2 separate regions of the Camelus bactrianus genome follow, and region 1 is linked to region 2. Evidence: chromatin contacts called from public Hi-C data. All regions are on one chromosome and are shown on one strand. Each heading gives the region's core, a stretch centred on a gene start, on an enhancer-like site or on the middle of the called end of the contact. The rest is flanking DNA. Distances are from core to core; before and after follow the strand shown. Region 1 holds the start of PRPF19 (pre-mRNA processing factor 19). Region 2 holds the start of VPS37C (VPS37C subunit of ESCRT-I).

Region 1 (5,247 bases), core at 2,208-4,707, 210 kb before region 2:
CTCACAGAAGGGCAACAGGCGCCTCCTCACACAAACGGGCGGCTGGCAGGGCCAGGGGGACACTCACCACAACGCTCGGCTGGGAGCTTGGCACAGCCTGGGGCACGATGAGACCAGCCTGTGGTTTCAGGGTCGCCAGAGCTGCACGAGAAAGGGACATTAGAAACGGGGTGCTGTAAAACAGGCCCAGCCCGGAGTGAGGGATGGCAGGGGAGAGGCTGGACCTTCTCGAGCAGCAGTGACTTCCTTGGTGAGACGGGCAATGACCCGGCAGGCGGCATCGTGCTGGTACAGGGCATGGGACAGCTCCTGGCGAGTGGTCTGCAGCTGCTGGCGCAGGGTGAAGCTGTGGAGCATGACTGCATCCTGGGAGAGGGAGACACTGCTGTGAGGGCCGGGAGGAGGAGGGAGCACCCAGCAAGAGAGTCAGCCCTTGATAAGAGGAGGCTGCCTCCCATCCCATGGCCTAGACCAGTATCCATGACCCGGGATGCAATACAGACACTCCCGGGCTCCCAGCCGGCACCAAACACTGGGCACACAGACGAGAGTGGGAGCCAGCTCCTTCCCTTCCCCATCCTCTCGAATTTGCCAGTGAATCTCAGGAGTTATGCGGTCACCTCACCAAAAGGGAATACAAATGCTACTGCTGCTGTTCACTGGTGGCCCTGGATGTGTCAGGCACTGGCCAGCCAGGCCCCGGATGTACTCATCCCTTCACATTTCAGAGCACCCACTAGGCATGGGCACTGCTCTCGATGCTGGAGCTGTACCGATGAGTAACACAAGGCCCTGACCCCATGAAGCTTATACTCTAATCTCACTCAAATTCTCCCCAAACCCTGATTGACAGGCACTAACGTGTGTCCTCCAGTTGGGAAAATCAAGACTCAGATGCAAGCACCCTGCCCAGGGTGACATGGCAAGCGGGCATCGGAGCTAAGTGTGCAACCGGGATCTGTGTGGCTTCAACCACCAGGCTCCTCTTCTGCCCTCACCCACCCCGCAGAACAGAAAACAATGCTCCATCCTTCTCAACCCCACATCCTGGTCCAATGACCCACTCTTTTCAAGTGGGGAAAACACCACTTCTCTTCCAGGGACTCACCCACTCATCCTGCAAGGCTTTTAGGATGGCTGGGATGCTGGTGGCTGAGGGAGGCTTGGGCCGGATTGGGTGAGCAACTGCCAAGAGAGGGAAAGTGGGTCTGAAAAACCATAACCTGGGGTGTGCTACCCCTCCCCACTCTTCCCCTCCACCTGCACTAACAGACCACCGCCTCCTCCCCTGGTGCACTGGCCCCCCTCTCCGGCTCTGAGCTAGGAGCGCCTCAGACTGCAGCCAGCCAGTGGGCACCTTTGATGTCAATGAGCTGCTCCTCGGACAGAGGCTGGTTGTTGATGGGGTCTGTGCCGTTCTCTGCAATGTACTTCTCAATGAGCCGCCGCTCATAGACATGATTAGAGACTGGGGACACACATGGGTGCTCTGGCACTTCATTGGAGACTGCGGAGAAAAGGCAGGCAGTCAGCTTGGCGGGTGAAAGGGACCTTGGGCCAAGGAGATGTTTCCCTGCCTACTGGCCTCAACAAGACCACGCGTCCCTACACTAACAGGAATCAAGACATGACACTAAGCCAGTTTTGGACTGTACCCAGAACGTTGTCCAGCAACCTAACTAGCTTCTCCATCAGTCTCCCATCAGTCCATCAACAAATAATTATTGCACAACTACCATCCACCGGGCGCTTGAGAGCGGTCAGTAATCCTTGCCCATCTCATTTCTGAATGAAGGTGCTTAGGCACCCATTATACTGGACGACAGGGAGATACACACGAAGCCACTCAAATCTCGGGCTAGAGCCTAGATGGATTCTCAGACAAAGAAATTACAAAGCAATATAACAAATGCTGTAATAACAAAAAGCATTTACACGGTGTTTACTAGATGCCAAGCACGACTATAAACACTTCCGCAGATTAACTCATCCTCACAACCACCCTCAACAGAGCTATCGTTTATACCCCTTGAGGACAGGGATTATAGCTGGTCTCTGACTTCCAGAACAATGCAGATGCCCAGCAGGCAGTCAGTAAACATCTAACAGATGAGCGAATGAGAGGAAGGATGGTGCTGGGGAACACGTAAAAGGGGTTCCTCAAGACTGAAAGGAAACAGTAAATGTGAAAATACTCTGCACATTGTAATTTCTTTAAATGTGAAAAGTTCTTTTTTCTAGCCACGTTCTCTTCCCTCCTTCTTCTCTTTGTTTGGATTTATGGAGAGGTTCTCAGAAGACTAAAGGGCTTGAGAGTTAGGAAGCAAGGAGAGAAAAAGCTGAGAAATTAATAACCTGATGAACAATGAGAATGGAAAACATCTCCATGCCTCAATGAAACACCAAAAGGAAAGACAGTACAAGGCATTTGAAAAAAGCATGGATTCAGGGTCAGAGAACCTGGCTCCATCACCCAGCTTCGCCAGTTAATTAGCTATTCTGTTTGACAAAAGCCACATTTTCCTTGGGCATTACATCCTTATCTGTAAAATCGGACCTTTATTTCTGCTTTGGAGCATTCTTGTGAGGATATAATGAGATCACAGACTTGCAAGTGCACTGTAAACCAATAAAAGCTTTATAAATGTGCGCTGTTTTTACTAGTCCTACAGCGTGAGGCTGGGAGCCAGAGACCTGGCTTTCAGCCCTGTCACTGCCTCCAACTCACTGTGTGACCTTCGCAAATTACAGAAGCTCTGCCGACCCGAGCAGGGCCTCAGACAACATCCAGTGCCAAGGCCTTCATTTTGCAGATGGGTAAACAGAGGCCCGCATCCTCCTGCCAGATCACAAAGCCAACTGGAGGAGGATCCTGCACAAGCCTTCGGGCTTCCCGATTCCTACACCAGAGCTGTTTCCCCTGCACCAGCTCTCTCTATGCAGGCCTCAGTTCCACTGCGCAAAAGAGATGGATGGCCTCAGTGCCTGCGACAATACGTTTGAGGCTTTAGGTAAACTATGAAGCGCTGCGCAAATGCACCCCACGCTTGAGGAGGAAGACCCCCGGGCTGACAGGCAGCCCCCCTGCCTCCCAGGAGCCCTGTTTTCACCTCCGCCCCCACCCCTGCACCGCAGCGGCTCGTAGATCCTCCTGCTCGGCTCTCCGGCCTCCTGCGACCCGCGATCGGCCTTAGCCCATACTCACTAGAGCAGATCAGGGACATGGCGCCGTCGCTACGCTCCGAGGCGTCTCACACCGAGCTCCGGGATCGGCTTCTCAGCCCCCTCGGGCCACTTCCGGTTCCTCGCTGCTTCCGGGACGCTCCGCGGCGAGCGGGGAGCGACCCCGCCGAGCGAAGCCCGCCTAGCGCTTCACGTGGAACCACGGCTGGTCGCGCGCCTCAGCCTCCAGCACTTAACGGAAACTGCCCTTTCCCAGAATGCAACCGTGCAGGAAAGGGAGCGCCAGGTCATACTCGGCTATTTCCGGGCCCACTCGGTTCCTTCCGTAACGCGCCCCTGGAGGAGGAGAGGAGGCCCGAAACTACATTTCCCATGATGCAGTGGGCCTTTTTAAAAAGCCAATCAATTCGGCAACACACTTGAGAACAGAGCTTGTTGGGGCCGTGGGATCGTAGTCTTCCAAACTTTGGCGTGCGAGAATCTCTTAAAATGCATCTTCCTGGGGTCTGCTTAAGAGAGCCTGCGTTTTCAGTGCGTGCCCCACGTGATTCCCGGGCAAGCGTTTCTCGGACTACCCTTAGAAAGACCCAGTGAAGAAGCCGTGGATGCAGATGGGTGAAGAAAACTAACGCTGGCCAAGCAACTGTTCTGGTCCTACCTTTTCTACCAATTTGCTCTGTGATTTTGGCCGAGTCATCAACTTCTCTTCGGCCACACTGGCATTTCAGGTCCTCAAACTTACCCTCTCTGGCTGGTTCCAGTGCTTTTGCCTGGAATACTTTCGTCAACTCGGACTGTCCCTCCTTCCCTTCCCGCCTATCCCCTCCAAAGGAAACTTCAGTCTCACCTTAAATGGTACTTCCTCTGGAGTCTTGTTCTTGACTTCTGAATTTTAGTCCGCACAGCACTCTGTAATTCTCCTCTGAACCATTCTGAATAACTATAATCATTTAATTATGTACAAGTAAATGTTTGATGTCTGGATACTCCGCTAGACTGTAAACTCCGAGATGACAGGAATCATCATTGTTGTGGTCACTGTTGCTTCGCAGAGTCTAACGCAGTGCCTGACACATAGCGGGAAAGTCATAACTATTGGTTGAACGACAGACTGCCTGCCAGGCCAGGCAGCTTAAGTACTTGGATGTGGTAGGAAATAAAGTGGAACCATTTAGATGGGACCTTGAACCAGAGTTGGTTAGACTTGACTGGGCTAGCAGTGGAACAGCAGTTCAGCTGTGAAGTGATAACCATGTTTCTAGAAGATTCCTCTGGAAGACATTTACTGAATGGGTTGGGAGGGGACAGACTGGAGGGAGAGGGACACAAAAATTTATTTATTGGACAAATCTTTGTTGAGTGCCCACTGTGGCCAGTCAGGAGGCACTGTACTTGGCATTGGGGATAGGACTCTGAGTGAAACAGAGTTGTCCCTATGTGGGGGAGCTTATGGCTGTGATGGAAGAATGGAGGAAAGGGGGAGTCTCTTCAAGGCTTTTGAGTTTTAAAAGCCAGCTCTTCAGGGAATAGAAAGGATTCAGGGCAATTGACTTTGGAGTAAATATTACAGGTGAGAACTTGATCTCAGATTACTCACCACTCCTCCCAATCTCAGCCTCCCCACAGAGGAGATAAAGATTATCTAAGGCTGGGAAGGGACACGTTGGGGAAGGGATATATACATGCATAGCTGTCAGTGGGTCCTTGAGACAGGAACTCTATGTCCTGCTTCCCCAGGCCAGGGCTGCTGTTACTTGGGAAGCAAGGCAACATATTGGGCAAATAATCCAGAAGAAGCTCCATTTCCCATATAGATTTAGTTGCAACCTATGTGGACAAGAGACAGACAATTAAGAAGGACAATGCAGCTCAAAGAGGTTTAGATGAATTCTTCTCGTTCCCCCCTCCAACTCTATGTTAATTTTCCAAAAGGTGTGTACAACCTGAGAAACAAGGATAGAAAGAACCCTGAACTGTCTGAGGATGTTTCTACCACTCAGCTGGAAGAGAGTTGAAAAGAAATTAACTTGTCATAGGAAAAAAAAAAAAAGAAAAGTTACATTT
Region 2 (5,399 bases), core at 2,730-5,229:
TTTTAAATTTTTCTTTCCTTTATTACTTTATTAAAGTTATGTAAAACCACACATATACAGTCTCGTATAAATGCAAAATTGTGATTGTAAACATGCTTTCTTATAGTTTGTGGATTTTTTTTCTTTTCTTTCTTTTCTTTTTCTTTTTTTGTTTGTTTGTTTGTTTTGCTTTGTTTCCCGACTTATCAACATCTTAGGATATGTCCTCTCATATAATCTCATCCAAATCCGTATCTACAAGCCAAAAGAGGCTGAGGGGCAGGGTGGGGCAAACCAAAAAAGGACAAAGTATAGGCACACAAATGAGGTTGGTGGCCACTGTAACTTGTCATAAATATTCTGTAACAGGATCACACTTTCCCTGCCCTTCTATGTACCCACCACCCCCAGGTGTTCCATCACCATGGAATTTACTTTGGCCAGTGGAAAGCGAGTAAAGGTGATGTATCCCTTCCAAATGGAAGCCTTTAAAAAGCAGAGTCCAATTTGCCACACACACCCTTCCCCTGCATCCGGAAGGGGCCTCCATCAGCTTTCCTCTCCAAGTGACAGTGATGGTCTCCCTGCCCACCGATGTCAGATGTGAATGAGAAATAAACCTTAGTTGTGTTGAACCATTGAGATTTGGGGGTTTTATGTCTCCACAGTATGACTCAGCTTATCTTCACTGAAACAAGAGGATATAACAGGGACTGCTCATTGTCTCCTTCTTCCTTTGGTAATTAAACCCCTAGTCTAAAGCCACCCAGCTAAAGTGTAGCCTCTCTTTCACCTAAAAATGCCACCTATGACTTCATTATAGCCAATGAGATGTGACTGGAAGTAATTGTATAATTTCTGGTTATGCCCTTTAAGGAAAGGGCATGTCCTGCTTCCCCTTCTCTATGTCCTGCTAGCTGGAAAGCAGATGTAATGACAGGAGCTGGAGCAGCCATATTAGACCGAGAGATGACTATCACACATGGAAGATGGCAAAGCAACTAGAAAGAATGTGGGTCCCCATCACTGTGGAGCAACCTGGACTATTATTACATGAAAGAGAAATGAAGTTGTATTATATTTAAGCCTCTGTTATTTAGGCTTTGGTTACAGCTGTTGAACCTGCAACATAATTAACCTGGATGTTCGCCTTGTTTTGAGCATTAGAATATAGTGGACAGAGACATGATCTACATACATGGACTTATGATTGTGTTAAGTGAGCTCCCTGCCCTCCGGAATATGTGGTCTAGGCTGAGTTTCAGAAAATCAAACAAGGGCAAAGGTGCATGGCAAGGAAAGTTTCAAGGTGCTCTACAAACATTCGCAGGGGAAACCCAGATCAGTGGTTTTGGTGGGTTGCCTGAAGAAAGGGACCATCTTAGGTCAGCCTCCCCAGAAGTTGCCCAGGATGAGAGGTTTCATATATGTGATTTATTTCAAAGTTGCTCCCAGAGAAACCAGTGAGGAAGCAAGGGAAGCAGGACAGGGAAGGGGATGAAGCTGAGCCTGGGTGTGATTTCATGCAAGTCTTGGAGGGGGAGGCTCCTGCCTGCTCCCACAAGGAACTCTGGGATATAAGTTGTGCCTCAAAAGTGCCCCAACCCCGGGCTTTCACACTCCCACAAGCACTGACCCCTGAGCCTTCGGCTAAGAGCCACCCAGTGTCTCTGGGCTCTTGGAGTAGATCCTCCAAAGACAAGCCACAGGTGCCACTAGAAGCAAAACCACAACCAAAGCAGGGAAAATGCAACCTCAGACACTAGGGTGTTCTGGACCCACTCTGCTCTCTCCAGCATCATAGCAGGAATCCCACTAGGGGAAAGAGGCCTCCTCATTTCTAGAGGAAACCATTTCTGATGAACCAGGAAGAGCTAGAAGCTGGAACACAGTGCATTTCACCCCAGCAGAGAGCATTTCACCCTTGCATTTAAATCTCCAGGCCCCTGCAATACATACACATCCATGCGCACGTGCATGTGCACATACATGCGCAGGCAATGTTTTTAAAAGCAAGATGCAGGGACCAGTGTGATTGTTGGTAAAGTGCTCAGCCAAGACAGGACAGGCTCCGTCTCTAGTTTGGGCCCCCTTCGGTGTCACACTGAAGCTCCCCTACACTCTCATTTCCAATGACCTTGGCACGGGCTGCGATAAGTCTCCAGAAGTCAGACAAACCTCCCCAAGCCCTCAGCCAGCTGGAAGTGGGAAGGAAAGGATGGCCTCTCCTCCAGGCAGCAGTCCTGAAGCAGTCCCCAGACCAGCTGGAGGTCAGACAGCCGCTGCTTGTTCCCGCTCAGGCCTGGAGGCCCACAAAGCAGCCCTTTCATCCCACAGCTGGACAGCCCTACACAGCGATCGCACAGCTGGCGAGAGGCTGACTCAGGATTCCAGCTTGCGGCTCCCCTCCTCCTGATCTCCAGTCCCTGCTTTGCCACCAAATTCCCTTGGTCTACAGCAACCTTGGCCAAGTCCCTGCTGTCCTCTGAGCCTCAATTCCTCATCTGTAAAGCCAGCAATGGAACTAGAGGGTCCCCCAAGGCATTACAGGACACTGAGACAGCTCCTTCTTAACCCCTGTGTCCCAGACAAGCTTCCCACATACACCAAGTGTCACAGGTATGAATTTGAGTCCAAAATACACGATTAACTTTGCCAACAAAAAATTGTCCCTTGCCGTCTGACACTAAAGAATGAAGTCACGAGCCACTGTAGTCGCTGAACTTCAGCTCACCTTGAAAGGAGTTCAGGGCTGAGATCAGGAATGAGGCACTCCGTGCTCTGGGGAAACTGATGGGAAAACTGGTGGAACAGTCCTTCAGAGAGCTGAATATTTTCAGGAGGAGATTTTATGAGCCCAAATTCTTGCATCTTCTTATATCTAAAAAAGCACTAAAATCATTCATGGAGACGTCTGCTCTTCGTGACTAGCAGCAAGCCTCTGCCAAAATGTGTGCGTGGCTGCACGTATCACCTTCACTAAAATCATAGATATTCTGCATCCCCTTTGACCTCTTCAGAATACTTCCGAGCTATCTGGGAGGCTGCCTCCCAGGCTATAGTCCGTATCTTACCCCAAATAAAATTTAACTCATAACTCTCGCATTGTGCTTTTTTTTTTTTTTGAGTCAACAACTTTATACAAAACTCATATAGCAAACTACACTTCAATAACAAATTTAAAAATTTAAATTAAAAACAAATAAATAAAAATAAAAAGCTGATTGAACACACACAAAAAAAGAACTCATATAGCACTTACCATGATTTTAAGCACCCTACGTGTATTAACTCATTCAGTTCTGTTACTATCCTTTATTTAAAGATGGGGGGTGTGAGGCACAGAGAGGGTAAGTAACTTGTCCAGGTCACACAGCTAGCAAGTGGCCTACCTAAGATTTCAACCCAGGCCCTCCGGCTCCAGCACTGCTCTCATTTTCTAAGCCATGTCACATACCCTTTTTTTTTTTTCAATAGTTCCGTCTTCTTTCCCTTCCAGGCCAGAGAGAATTTATCTCCTGCTCTTCCCCCTCCTCCATGGAATCCTGTGAGATTTCTAGACTATTGTGGTGTCAAAAGAAAAATGGAGGGGATGCCCACTGTGGTGTCACCATCATATCCATAGCTCTTCCACCCACCTGGTGACATGCTAGTGCCCTCTGTCTCTGGGCAGGTCACAGACGTGCCCCTCCCAAGGCCCAGGCTGGAGCTAGCATCAGTCCTTGGGGATGGTACCAGCTCCTCTCGAGGCCACGTGCTAGGCGATCAGACCTCAGCACCCATCCACCTCCAACCAGAACTTCTGTCCCTTACCGCAGATGTGACGAGAAGAGAACCAGCCTCGGTCATGCATGGATGCCCAGAGAGAGCAACCCTCCCTTCCCTTACCAGCACTTACTCCTCTACCTCCTCCTGTTAACTTCGCCTTTCAAACGCCGCTTCGGAGGGAGCTTTCTTCAGAGTAGTTCTAGAACACTGCTGAGCTATTAGCTACCACCCGCCTCCTAGCCTAGAATACTACCCTTTCATTTCCTACGGCTGTGAGAACAGGAAGGAAATTAACATTTCTGCATAACACACACACACACACACACACACACACACACACCCCTGTCTGTGCAAAGTGCTAGGCAAACAGTTCGAATAACAATGGGAAATTAATCACGAAAGTTGTTACCAAATTAAAGTTAAATCTGCCTTGCCACCATTTAACCTTTGTCTCTGTTCTGCTCTGAAAAGTCACCAGAGAGTAAGTCCAGTCCTCTGTTCTTGTGGAAAACTTCCAGAGATTTGACGTTGGTCTTTGTACCCCACAAAAGTCTTGATTCTCCAGAGTAAACACACTCCAAAGCATCCGTCCCGACTCCCTCTTCCCGGTGAAATGGAGGGTTAGAAGCTAGGGCTTGTGACCTGCACTCAGGGTCCAAACGCTCCCCCAATCTCGTTCTTCAGCTTTTAGGTTTTGGGGGGTTTTCCTATTTTTTAAAAAATGTATTTCCTTTCTCTAACTTCTTTTATCTTTTGCATCCTTCTCACATTTTAGCCTCACTTTCCTTTTTTCTCCTCCATTCTCTACAGTCTAACATCTGACTCACCTACTCAAAGCTCCCCATCGCCCACGTGATAAATTCCACGCTCTTGAACGTGGTATTCAGCCTCCCCCTCCACCCCGCCCCGTGACCTGGCCTTTGTTCTCCTGTGTATCATTAGTGCTGTCGTCCAGAGTTTCAAGTCTTCATCCTACACTCAGACTGGAACACACTTCCTACTCTCTTAGCATTCAGTGTGGCCAGATGGCTGGTTTGGACCAATGAAATGCAAGAAGTAGTGACACCTGTCACTCCCAGAAAATGCTTTGATAACTAGTGCATGAATGGGCACGTGCCTTTCCCCCTGCTGTGGCAACCAGTGACATTGCAGATGGTGACACTTCCATCAGTCTGCATCCCTGGGTGAAGATGTCTCCAATCGGAGCCCCAGACAACTTGTAATGGACAGAGAGAACAAGAGAGGAAGGTTATTACTTTTTAAATGGGCGTTGCTTGTTAACTGCCCATACTAATGTGATGTGTCCTTTACGCCTAAGCTTGCCAGATGACATACAATCCCTGTAGTCCATTACGATGCCAGTGGTGCCCTCTTTGACAGACATCCCCTCCTCCCCTACACCCACTCAGCAAAGTCCTTTTATCCATGGAGACGCAGTTCAGTTGCTACCTCCACCAGGAAGCCTTCCTAACTTTCCACCCAAGGCAGCATTAGGCGTCCCCTTCCCAGGATGCCGGGGGCAGGTCTCTGTTACAGTTTGGTCTCATTTTTCTCTCTGACTTTTTGTTTCCTGGACTACAAGTCCCCTACTAGCCTATTCAGAAAAAGCTGGCTCCCAAGGCGACTGGCTTGTGGCAACAGATCATGGACTA

The links. A called contact is a pair of places that touch in the nucleus more often than the background predicts.
Region 1: a contact with region 2 is called in a Hi-C map of liver, with 2.3 times the contacts expected there. The contact joins the promoter of PRPF19 here to the promoter of VPS37C in region 2. A contact is called at or near these places in 2 of 2 Hi-C or Micro-C datasets (blood and liver).

What each region holds. Positions count from the first base shown.
Region 1 is chr10:9,966,934-9,972,180 of ASM4877302v1, reverse strand. PRPF19 (pre-mRNA processing factor 19) reads right to left here and starts at 3,457. Exons shown (of 16, transcript XM_010956374.3): 1 at 3,206-3,457; 2 at 1,358-1,507; 3 at 1,109-1,185; 4 at 225-366; 5 at 68-141. The coding sequence starts at 3,224.
Region 2 is chr10:9,757,622-9,763,020 of ASM4877302v1, reverse strand. It overlaps VPS37C (VPS37C subunit of ESCRT-I), which reads right to left and starts at 3,979. Exons shown (of 5, transcript XM_074371952.1): 1 at 3,878-3,979.